Linked DNA regions of Oryctolagus cuniculus: region 1 is linked to region 2. The links are chromatin contacts, called in public Hi-C maps. All regions are on one chromosome and are shown on one strand. The core of a region is the stretch at or near the end of the contact, and the rest is flanking DNA. Distances in the headings are between cores, read along the strand shown. Region 1 has its middle 12 kb from the start of IL20RA. Region 2 has its middle 150 kb from the start of OLIG3.

Evidence for each region. Hi-C and Micro-C count contacts between places; a contact is called where the count stands out from the background.
Region 1: a contact with region 2 is called in a Hi-C map of an unstated tissue, with 5 times the contacts expected there. The contact joins two enhancer-like sites. A contact is called at or near these places in 4 of 6 Hi-C or Micro-C datasets (ear pinna, psoas muscle, skin fibroblasts and 1 more).

The regions. Positions count from the first base shown.
Region 1 is chr5:31,787,585-31,792,410 of mOryCun1.1, reverse strand. No RefSeq gene overlaps it. Among named protein-coding and RNA genes, the nearest start is that of IL20RA, 12 kb to the left of the region's middle. Within about 2 kb of position 2,485, at least 2 of the 8 cell types and tissues checked have an H3K27ac peak or open chromatin away from gene starts, as enhancers often do.
Region 2 is chr5:31,208,800-31,213,556 of mOryCun1.1, reverse strand. No RefSeq gene overlaps it. Among named protein-coding and RNA genes, the nearest start is that of OLIG3, 150 kb to the left of the region's middle. Within about 2 kb of position 3,381, at least 4 of the 8 cell types and tissues checked have an H3K27ac peak or open chromatin away from gene starts, as enhancers often do.

The DNA.
Region 1 (4,826 bases), core at 1,236-3,735, 580 kb before region 2:
GGCTGTAAACAAACATTGAAGACCAATGTCAGTTTCACTCCTATACATTATATTTTTGGCACTCTACTAGTTACCACAGATCAGGGAAAACGTGGAATTTATCCTTTTGGGACTGGCTTATTTCACTAAGTGTAATGATTTCTGGTTGCATCCATTTGTTGCAAAAGACAGGATTTCATTCTTCTTTATGGCTCAGTAGTATTCCAGAGCGTATATATACCATAATTTCTTTATCTCATCATCAGTTGATGTTCATCTGGGTTGATTCCGTACCTTAGCTATTGTGAATTGAGCTGCAGTGAACATGGGGGTACAGATCACTCTTTCATATGCTGATTTCATTTCCCTTGGGGAAATTCCCAGGAGTGGGATTGCTGGGTCATATGACATTTTCAAGAATGAGATGCATATGCATAGATAAGCTACAGTCTATGAATTATGCAATTTGGTGCTCTTGCATACATGTTAAATGTTCTTACATCAGCATTTAAAATTAGCATTGCAATATAAAAATGAATGATTATATTCAAGCTACTATTTTAACATTTAACTTTTTTTCTTACATAGGGTGACATTAAATAGCAGATAAATACAATGATAAGTTGAGATTGAAGGAAAGGGAGAGAGATCTAGATAGATATTGTGGAGAAAAACCAGAAAAGCTTTATATTTCTATTCCTTTAATGGCATTTTCCCCCAATTCTTTAAATGAATGACCTTGCATTTTCAATTGGCACTGAATTCTAATTATGTAACCAGTCCAGCTTACAAATCAATCACTGAAATCCTGAATATATACTCAACCAAAATAAAGGTTTTGTTTTTAACCAAGAGACATGTCCAAAAATATTAACATAATTAGTCATAATGACCTCAAGCAAGAAATAAACCAAAAGTTTATTGGTTGTATAAACTGTAGTATATTCATATAATGAAATACCAGACAGCAATGAAAATAAATAAATTACTGCTACATGCAGTAACGTGAATTTCACAGATGGAAAAGAACCCAATGCAAAAAGACCATTACCATGTGATTTCATCTGTGAGCAGGCACAAACACAGGCTGAATGAAGCTATGGGGGCCGCAGCAGCAGAGGAGCCACCCCTGCCTAACAGTCTCTGCCTTTCCCTTGAACTGCATTGTCAACAGTGGCATTTTGTGATGAGCCCGCACTGTGTCACTTGGTGCCTGCGTTTCCAATTCAAAGGCTGCCTGTGGTCAGCTTTGTGCCTCACGTCTTTAAAACATGGAAACAGCACTTAGCCTCCTCACTTCTTTTCTTCTTTAACTATAACAGATGTGGATTGCTGTCAAGTATAATTGTTTTTATTTCAGTCCCAAGGATTTAATTTTCAGTTTTCTCTAGACGCTTGATTCTGCATGAAAATCACCTTTCAATTGCTTTTCTCTTTGGAATTCTCTTGACCTGACCCCTCACTTAATTTTGGTTTCTGCTCAATGTCCTCAGACCCCACCCCAAAGAACACCAATCCCCTTGTCAAACTCTGGGCCTTACGTAGTTTCCTTGTTCTCTTCTGCTCTTAAAATGACCCAATATTAGGAGATGTCTGTGTATGTATACATGTGTGTGTGTACACACGTGTGTGAAGTTACTGTCTTTTCCCGCAAGAGCATAACCTCCAGGGGCTAAGATTTCCTCTTTCACTCACTGGTTGGCACTTAGCAGGTGCATAGTTAAGCATTTGTTGACTGAATGACACCTGATTTTGAAAACCAAGAAAAAGCACAATTTTGGAATTTTACCTTTTCTCCACTGTTAAGCATCCTCAGGTACTACCTTTTATGACGCTGCTTTAAGCAGTGGAACTCCAGAGAGACATGAGAGCTTATCCTAAAGGCAAAAGGTGGCGAATAGGAAGCATACGTGTTGTGGGTAGAAACTGGGGTGCAATCAGAACCCTCCTGTAGTTTCTCGGGGTTCCCGTGGTGGGCGCAGGAGGGCGAGAGCGCTCTGCACAGCGAGAGGCACGAGAGCGCCGCTAGGTGTCGCTCTTCGCTCACGCTCCTGCTTCTCGGGGTGGGAGAGGTGGGCAGGACTTTGTGTGTTGGGGTCCCACTGAGTCTTCCCTCCTGAGTATGCAGCCTCCTGGTTTACAACCGCGACAGAGGGCACCGACTCACCTGGACGGGTCTGCTCAATATGGAATCACTTACTGTTCCTACATAAAATTGATTTTTGGTTCTGAGCAGCACAGAAAGATTTAGAAGGGACGAGTGGTCTCAAGTGAGGCTCTCAGCTTTAGTCTCTGCCCACAAGACCTCGCTCCAGAGAAGGAAGGCAGCTGCCAGGGATCTGTCAGTCAAACGGTGACGGACGTATCTGCAGGAGCAGGCTTGGAAGCAAGGCTTCATTCAAACGGCACACCCACGTCCCGCCGTTAAGACACAGAGAAGTTATGTAATGGAAAACAAGGGTCAATGGCCAGCTTCCGCTGCACCAGGACACTTGCTCTCACATTTAACAAACTTCTGAGTGTCACGAGGCTGCAGTTTGAGTCAGTTCCTCTTCAGCTAGTGGCATGAAGAATCACATAACAGTGGGGTCGGCCGGCTGCTACGTCTCCTGGTGCCTTCCCCCTTGAGGCTGTTTAAGCCCACCTTTCTCTTCCCTTTCAAGAAGCTGGCTGTCTTCCTTTTAGGAATTCAGTCATCTCTCAGTATCGGGAGGTGGTGTTGGCGGCAGGGTAGGTTCTAGGACTTCCACCGCCGCCCGCAGGAAGCCCACATCTGTGCAGACTCCCGCCACTTCTGTAAACTCACCAACTCTTTGCATGTAATCTAGGCACTCCCTCCCGTGCGTTTTAAACCATCTCTGGATTACTTACAGTACCCAATACAATGCAAACGCCAAGTGTAGTTGTTCGACTTCACTATTGGGGGGAATAAGGATAAGGAAGAAACGTCTGTGGGCTCAGAAGAGATGCGTTTTTCCCTAAATGCTTTTTCCTCTGTGGTCGAATGAGCCTGCAGACCCAGAACCCTTGCGTGCAGAGGACCCACTGGGTTTCTTGTGCACTCCACTTATTCCACTTCCAACAGAAACTTGGTGAGTAATCTCTTCCGCTGTGCTGCATACTGTTTTAGGGCTGTGGCTGCAGTAGAGACACAACCAATGAAGTCCTTGCTACATTTCAGTGTTTCATCAAAGACCAAAATCTTAAACCAGGCAGAAGGCATTTGGTCTATGGGTTAAAATGCTCACATGCCACATCAGAGCGCCTGGGTTCTTTTCCTGGCTCTAGCTCGGGATTCCAGCTCCCTATCAGTGCTGGACCTGGGAGGTTGCAGGTTTTAGCTCAAGTCATTGGGTTTCTGCCACCCATGTGGAGGCCTTGAACTAAGCTCCTGGCTCCCAGCTTCAGCACTGGCCCAGTCTCAGCCTTTCTGGGCATTTGGGAACTAGACCAGTGATGGGAGCTGGCTCTCTCTCTCTCTCTCTCTCTCTCTCTCTCTCCTGCTCTCCCTACATCACTGTGCCTGTCAAAAGCAAAACATGCTTTTCAAAGATGAGTGTATTTTGGTACAAAAACAGTTTGAAACCCATGCACAGTTTTGTTGTACTATGGATGCGGGATGCGTCTCCTAGGTCATTTCCCGAAGGTCAGGGGTGCAGATGAGCTGAGCAGTTGATTCAGTGGGGGGTGATTTTCAGGAGCACATGCGTGTGCTCCATGTGGGTCTATAATGCGGTTCATCTTCATAAAACCCCGAGCTTTATGGGTTTCAAAGCATTAACTCATGTCTTTGGAACACCCCACATAGATTATTATAATTCTCTGTGTGCTGCCTGCCCATCTGCTTACCTACAGGAATTACAATCAGATGGAATGGCCCTGCTCAAATCTAGGTTCAGAAAAGAAATATGACAATACTTGAGTCCTTTTTTTGTTTTGTTTTGCTGAAGAAGCACAATTCTTTTTACACCCTGCCCGGCGTAAGAATGAAAAGCGTGTTACTCTGTGACTCTCTTGCTTTCAATTGGGGAGAGTAGGAAATTATTAAAAGAATCTTTGCCTCCCCCGACCCCTTACATCTCGATCAGAATGTGTCAGCTCTCAGGCAGTATGCCTGTTTAACTGCCTGCTGCCTTATATATGCCATGGCTTCTACTTAATTTCAGTTTGCAGATTTAGCACAATTATAGGGAAACAATGCATAGCAGCACAGTCAGGTCACCTGCTCATGCTTTCAACGCAAAAGAGAAAGTGGCAGGTAGCATAATCAGATACCCCTTAGATTCCTCCTGTTCTGATGATCAAATATGAATTTCTTAGTTGAACACAAGCAATATACAAAAAAAAAAAAAGCTCAACTTTCAGCTCCTCTCACCCCATTTATTTCCCCAAATGACCTCTTCTGGCCATAAGAATGCATCTAAGTATAAAATCAAGATGAGCTCCACATAGTACAAGAGCTATGCTTTCTTCTTCTCTTAAGAAATGAGTGTTCTGTTGCAAAGACCGACTAGAATGTGTGCAAAAGAAAGTGATGTCCTGATTTAATGCCTGGTGGGTCCATTTTCTTCTATTTAATGGCCACAGATTCATACTCTTAAGCTATGGGATCACTGGTAGAACACGGTGAGAGAGTATAATTTCATCCTTACTCTGGGAAAACAACTACAGCTCAAGGAAAAACATCTCTTCCCCGCCCCACGCCTGTTTTATTGACACTTGTTAATGCTGGCACCGTGTTCATCTTTTAAAAATTTTTTAATTAATTTATGTATTTTGACAGGCAGAGTGGACAGTGAGAGAGACAGAGAGAAAGGTCTTCTTTTACCGTTGGTTCACCCTCCAAT
Region 2 (4,757 bases), core at 2,132-4,631:
GGGTCTTGCCATGTGATGCTTTGTACTGCCCAGGGACCCTGCCAGCAGGACAGACAAGTTTAGATGAGTTCCCTAGGCCTTGCACCTCCAGAGCTGTGAGCCAACACCAACCTCTTTTCTTTAAAAGTTATCTTGCTTCAGAGATTTTGTTATCATAATAAAAATCTGACCAAAGCACACACACACACACACATCTGCACAAATACATCAATGTTTGGTCTAATTTGGTTCAGAATATAAGTTTGTGAAAGACTATTTTTTGTCTTTTTTTCCCCAAAGAAACTCTTTATTTAAGAAATACAAACTTTGTGCATTTCATAAATACAACTTTAGGAACATGGTGATTCTCCCCATCATGCCCTCCATCACACCTACTCTCCCATCCCTCTTCCTCCTCCCTCTACTATTCCTAGTCTTGGTTTTCATTAAGATCTATTTTCAATTAACTTTATAAACAGAAGGTTAACTCTGTACTAAGTAAAGAGTTCAACAAATTGTATGAAAAAAAAAAAAACTGTTCCTTAACAGTCAAGAAAGGGCTGTCCAAAGTCATTGCATCTCAAAGTTGATTTTTCTTTTATTTTGTTTTAAACATTCTGGTTTTTTTTTGAGAAACTTAATAAATTTTAAAGAAGAACCAAAAGTGATACATCTTTTGCAAGTACTTAGTCGTAACTATAACTTGTGAGACATAAGCATTTCCTCCACTTAATATGCTAAAACGAAGTAAGTCTTTGAGAACAAGTTTTACTATTAACTCTCCTAACACAAATCTTTGAGGACAGAGGACCTGCACAGGAAGTTAGTGCACAGTGACTTCTGTTGTTAACTTAACAATTAACACTCTTAAGTGTGATATCAGTGATCACCTGAGGATCTTGACATGAGCTGCCTAGGCTATGGAAGCCTTTTGAGTCCAAAAAATCCTTCAGTATTTAGTTTTTGTCTTTAATAATACCTCTTTCTCCACCTAATTAATTTCCTTGTTTTCCTTGTGTCTTTAATTTACTTTTTATACAAAATGGAAGTTGCTTTTATCTTCCATTACAATGGTGTAAAACAATGACAGAAAATAAAGAATTAAAATCATCCTTAATCCCACAAACCCAAGAAAGCACACATATCTAATCAGATTTTTAAAATATGTGTGTATATATATGTGCACACATACACATTTATATTTATTTATATACTTGCTTTTATTTGTTTTTATTAAAAGACATCCATATTATGCATAAATTTTCATAAGCTAATTTATTCATGTGCTATATTGTGGACCTATTTCCTTGCCAATAATTAGAGATCCACATTTACTTTGAAAGAGCCTACTGTTAAAAAATTAAATATTTTATTTTGCCATATGGTATTGTTCTGCAATGTGGTACTGGAAAAGACTGCAAGACTGCCCTGTGGGCATGACGCAATGTAACTGAGCATGGGACAATGTAGCTTGCAAAGCAGACCAAAAAACGTCTGTGATAAACTGTTCCTGTGGGAGTGAGGAAGCCCTTTACCCGAGCTCTGACCTCACCCAGGGATTCAGGCTGAAGTGTAGAGGTGACCAGTAGGGCTCTGAGGCCCTGGGCCGGGACCCTGGTCTGTCCTGCGTTCCATTCTTAGTCTGGCCACTTCCTTATTCCAGGCCTGGACAAGAACCTGAGTGTCCCTGTCCTCATTTGTCAAGTGAGAGCCACAGTGGGATTGACTTGCAAAGGAGCTGTTGTGAGGATCCAATGAGGTGGGCCCTGCACAGCAGGCAGCTTGGTGCTCAGCACACAGCACCAGGCCTGGCACGCACCAGGAACTTCCCTCTGGGACAAAGCAGCACCATCTGGAAAACCCCTCCTACCGCCTCCAGAGAGCAGGCAGAAGGAAAGAGAGAGGAAGAGGAGGAAAAGGAAGAGAGAATGACACAGTGCTGAGTCACCGTTCCTTAAGGGATTCCAGTGGAGGGGATTTCTCAGAGCAGGCAAGTGTAAGGAAATGCCCTTCAGAAGCCGCCACGCGCAGTGCTGAGTAAGAACCCTTTGCCTTGGAACTCGGGGCTCTTGGGAGAAGTGGCCGATGCTCCGCCTTAGCACAGCTGCTCTGCTGCGGCAAAGACCTGCATCATTCCAGGGGATGATCGGTATGAGGGTGACAGGCCTGCCAGCCCTCCCTCCCCCCACCGTGCAGCCTGGGGCAACACATACTTTCTGCCACCCAGGCTCATCCTGCAGAAGACAGGCCAAGCAGAGGGTCCTTGTGCATAGCTGCAGGAACGGTGGGAGGGTCACGAACTGTAGCCAGGATGCAGAAGCCAGCCAGCCACTGGAGAGTGTTTTTGCAGCAGGGGGATGGCCTTGGGGGGAAGTACTGTGTGCTTGGCCATGTCCTGTTGGAAGGGCAGCTGACGTCCTGTTAGAGACATCACAGAGCAGCTGCCACCCAGCACCGTGTGTCTGCACACGTGTTCTCAGCAAAAAATCGGCACCCCTGTTAGGGGAAGGGATTCCTGTGCATTAGCTCTAAGCCAGGGGGCAATTCTCTGGGGAAGGTAAGATCATCTTCATTCGCTGACGCAGAGTTTGAACAGACCGTTCAAGGAGGACCAAGGCCCAGGTTCTAAAGCAAGCAGGCAATTCCACCTCTCTCCTCTGGGCTGGCCACTGAGTTGAGTTTGTTTCTGGCAGACCCCTCTCCCTACCCCTTTGATGGCTGAGCACAGATAAGTAATCCTGGCCCAGCTGGACGGGGCAGGTGTAGGAGTTGATATGACGACTTCCTGGGGCTGGTGTGAGCCCAACTTGCACCTGCCTGGCTGCCAAGCTGGGTATTAAGCACTGACAGGTGGAAGACCACAGGGTCCTCACATGCAAGGGAGGCAGTTACTGTTTATCTGAATTTGCAGATGAGGAAAGGGGGGAGACAGCAGCTCACTGTCCAGCTCAAGGTCACACAGAGGAGAAAGGAGGGATCAAGCCCAGGGTCATTTGATGTTGAGCTGTGTGTGTATGTGTGTGTGTGTGTGTGTGTGTGTGACAGCACATTTCATGCATCCACAGGCTATCGCTCTATCAGCTAATTATATCTCCCTATCACTGTGTATCTATCGCTCATCTACCTACCTCATGTAATGCTTTGGCAGAGATGAGCATCAGCACCAGGGCTTTTCAAGTTGCCATGAAGATATGCGAGGCTGATGGCTCATTTCATGAATAGGAGCTGGCCTGAGGGGCCCGCCCTGGGTGGCCCCTGCTCTGCACGGGGATCACCTTGACTGTGGAATGGCAGAAGCAGCCTGCCTGTGTTTCCACTTGAGCTGGGAGGTGGGAAGCAGGAAGCAGCTGCCCTGACCTCTACACAGAGCTGGCCAGGCCTCAGGAAGGGGCGGGGAGTGGAGGCCAGCTGGGAGCCAGGCTGGAGGCGATTCTGTAAAAGCTATCAGGACAAGTGTGGGCCCCTAGGGCGCTGGGAGAGATGGCACAGGTGGTAATCATAATGTGTGCTATGCTCTGGGAGGTATTCCCCTTCAGCTATGCCTGAATTCTTAGCAAATCCCTGTTTTAACATGTGCCTGGTCTCTGCCGTGCTGTGTACCACGAGAGGCAGTGGCCATCCCCGGCTTGAACTGGGCAGCAGACACTGTTCCCTGCCGTCTCTCTGCCTGTGAGTGAGATGGTCCCCACCACCTTTGTTCTCTTGGGCTTTTGAAGATGGCAAATGCAGAATGACAGAGCGGCATTGGGCCAGACCCAGTGGGGTGAGGCTCTGCTTCTGACCAGGTGTCCTTCAGAGCCCTCAGAGATGGAGCAAGGAGCTCACCAACTCCTGGGATCAAAGCTGGGAGAGGTTTGTTCTTTCTGTATAAACACCAGGCTGTGAGGCCGGCACACATGGGTTTCACCTTTGCTAAAAAGGTGTTTGAAGAATAAAAGAAGAAGGAAGAGGAAAAAAACGTAAGTATTTACTAAAGCTTGAACACGTATATGCCCCAGGACCTAGCAATTCTACTCTTAGCTGTTTACCCAACAGAAACAGGTCGATATGATTAAAAGACTGGAATCCTTATAGCAGGGCTGTTTTTAACTGACCCACACTGGAAATTACCCAATGTACGTCAACAGTAGAGAGGATCAAGTAGTCAGGAGTACTCATTATATGGAATCTGACCCAGCAATGAGGATAAACAATTCTCTACTATACACAACAGTATGGATGAATCTCACAAACACACTGTTAAAAACAGAAACCGGACACTTAAAATGTGTAAGCTGACTGTGTGAGTCCATCTATGTGAAGTCCAAAGTAGGTCAACATTAGCCTAGGGGCTGGACTTTTGCTGCAGCAATTAAGATGTCTCTTGAGTTGCCCGCCTCCTACATCAAGGTGCCTGGTTTGAGTCTCAGCTCCACTTCCAGTTCCAGCTTCCCGCTAAGGTGCACCTTGGGAGGCACTTGATGGCTCAAGTACTTGGGTTCTTGGCACCCTTGTGGGAGATCTGGATTGAGTTTTTGGCTCTTGCCTTCAGCCTGGCCCTGTCCCAGATGTGGCAGGCATTTGGGGAGTGAACCAGCAGATTGGAGCTCTCTCTGTCTCTGCCTGTCAAGTAAATAAAATTATACATTTTTTTAACTTAAGTTTAAAATGTTTTGCGATGGGAGAAGTCCAGATGGTGTTGGCTGTTGAAGGAAGGGGAAGGCTTGGAAGAGAGGAGGAGAAGGTGGAAGAGGGCAGGGAGGGAGTTTCTGGCTTGGGGTAGTGTTCTCCTATTGCGG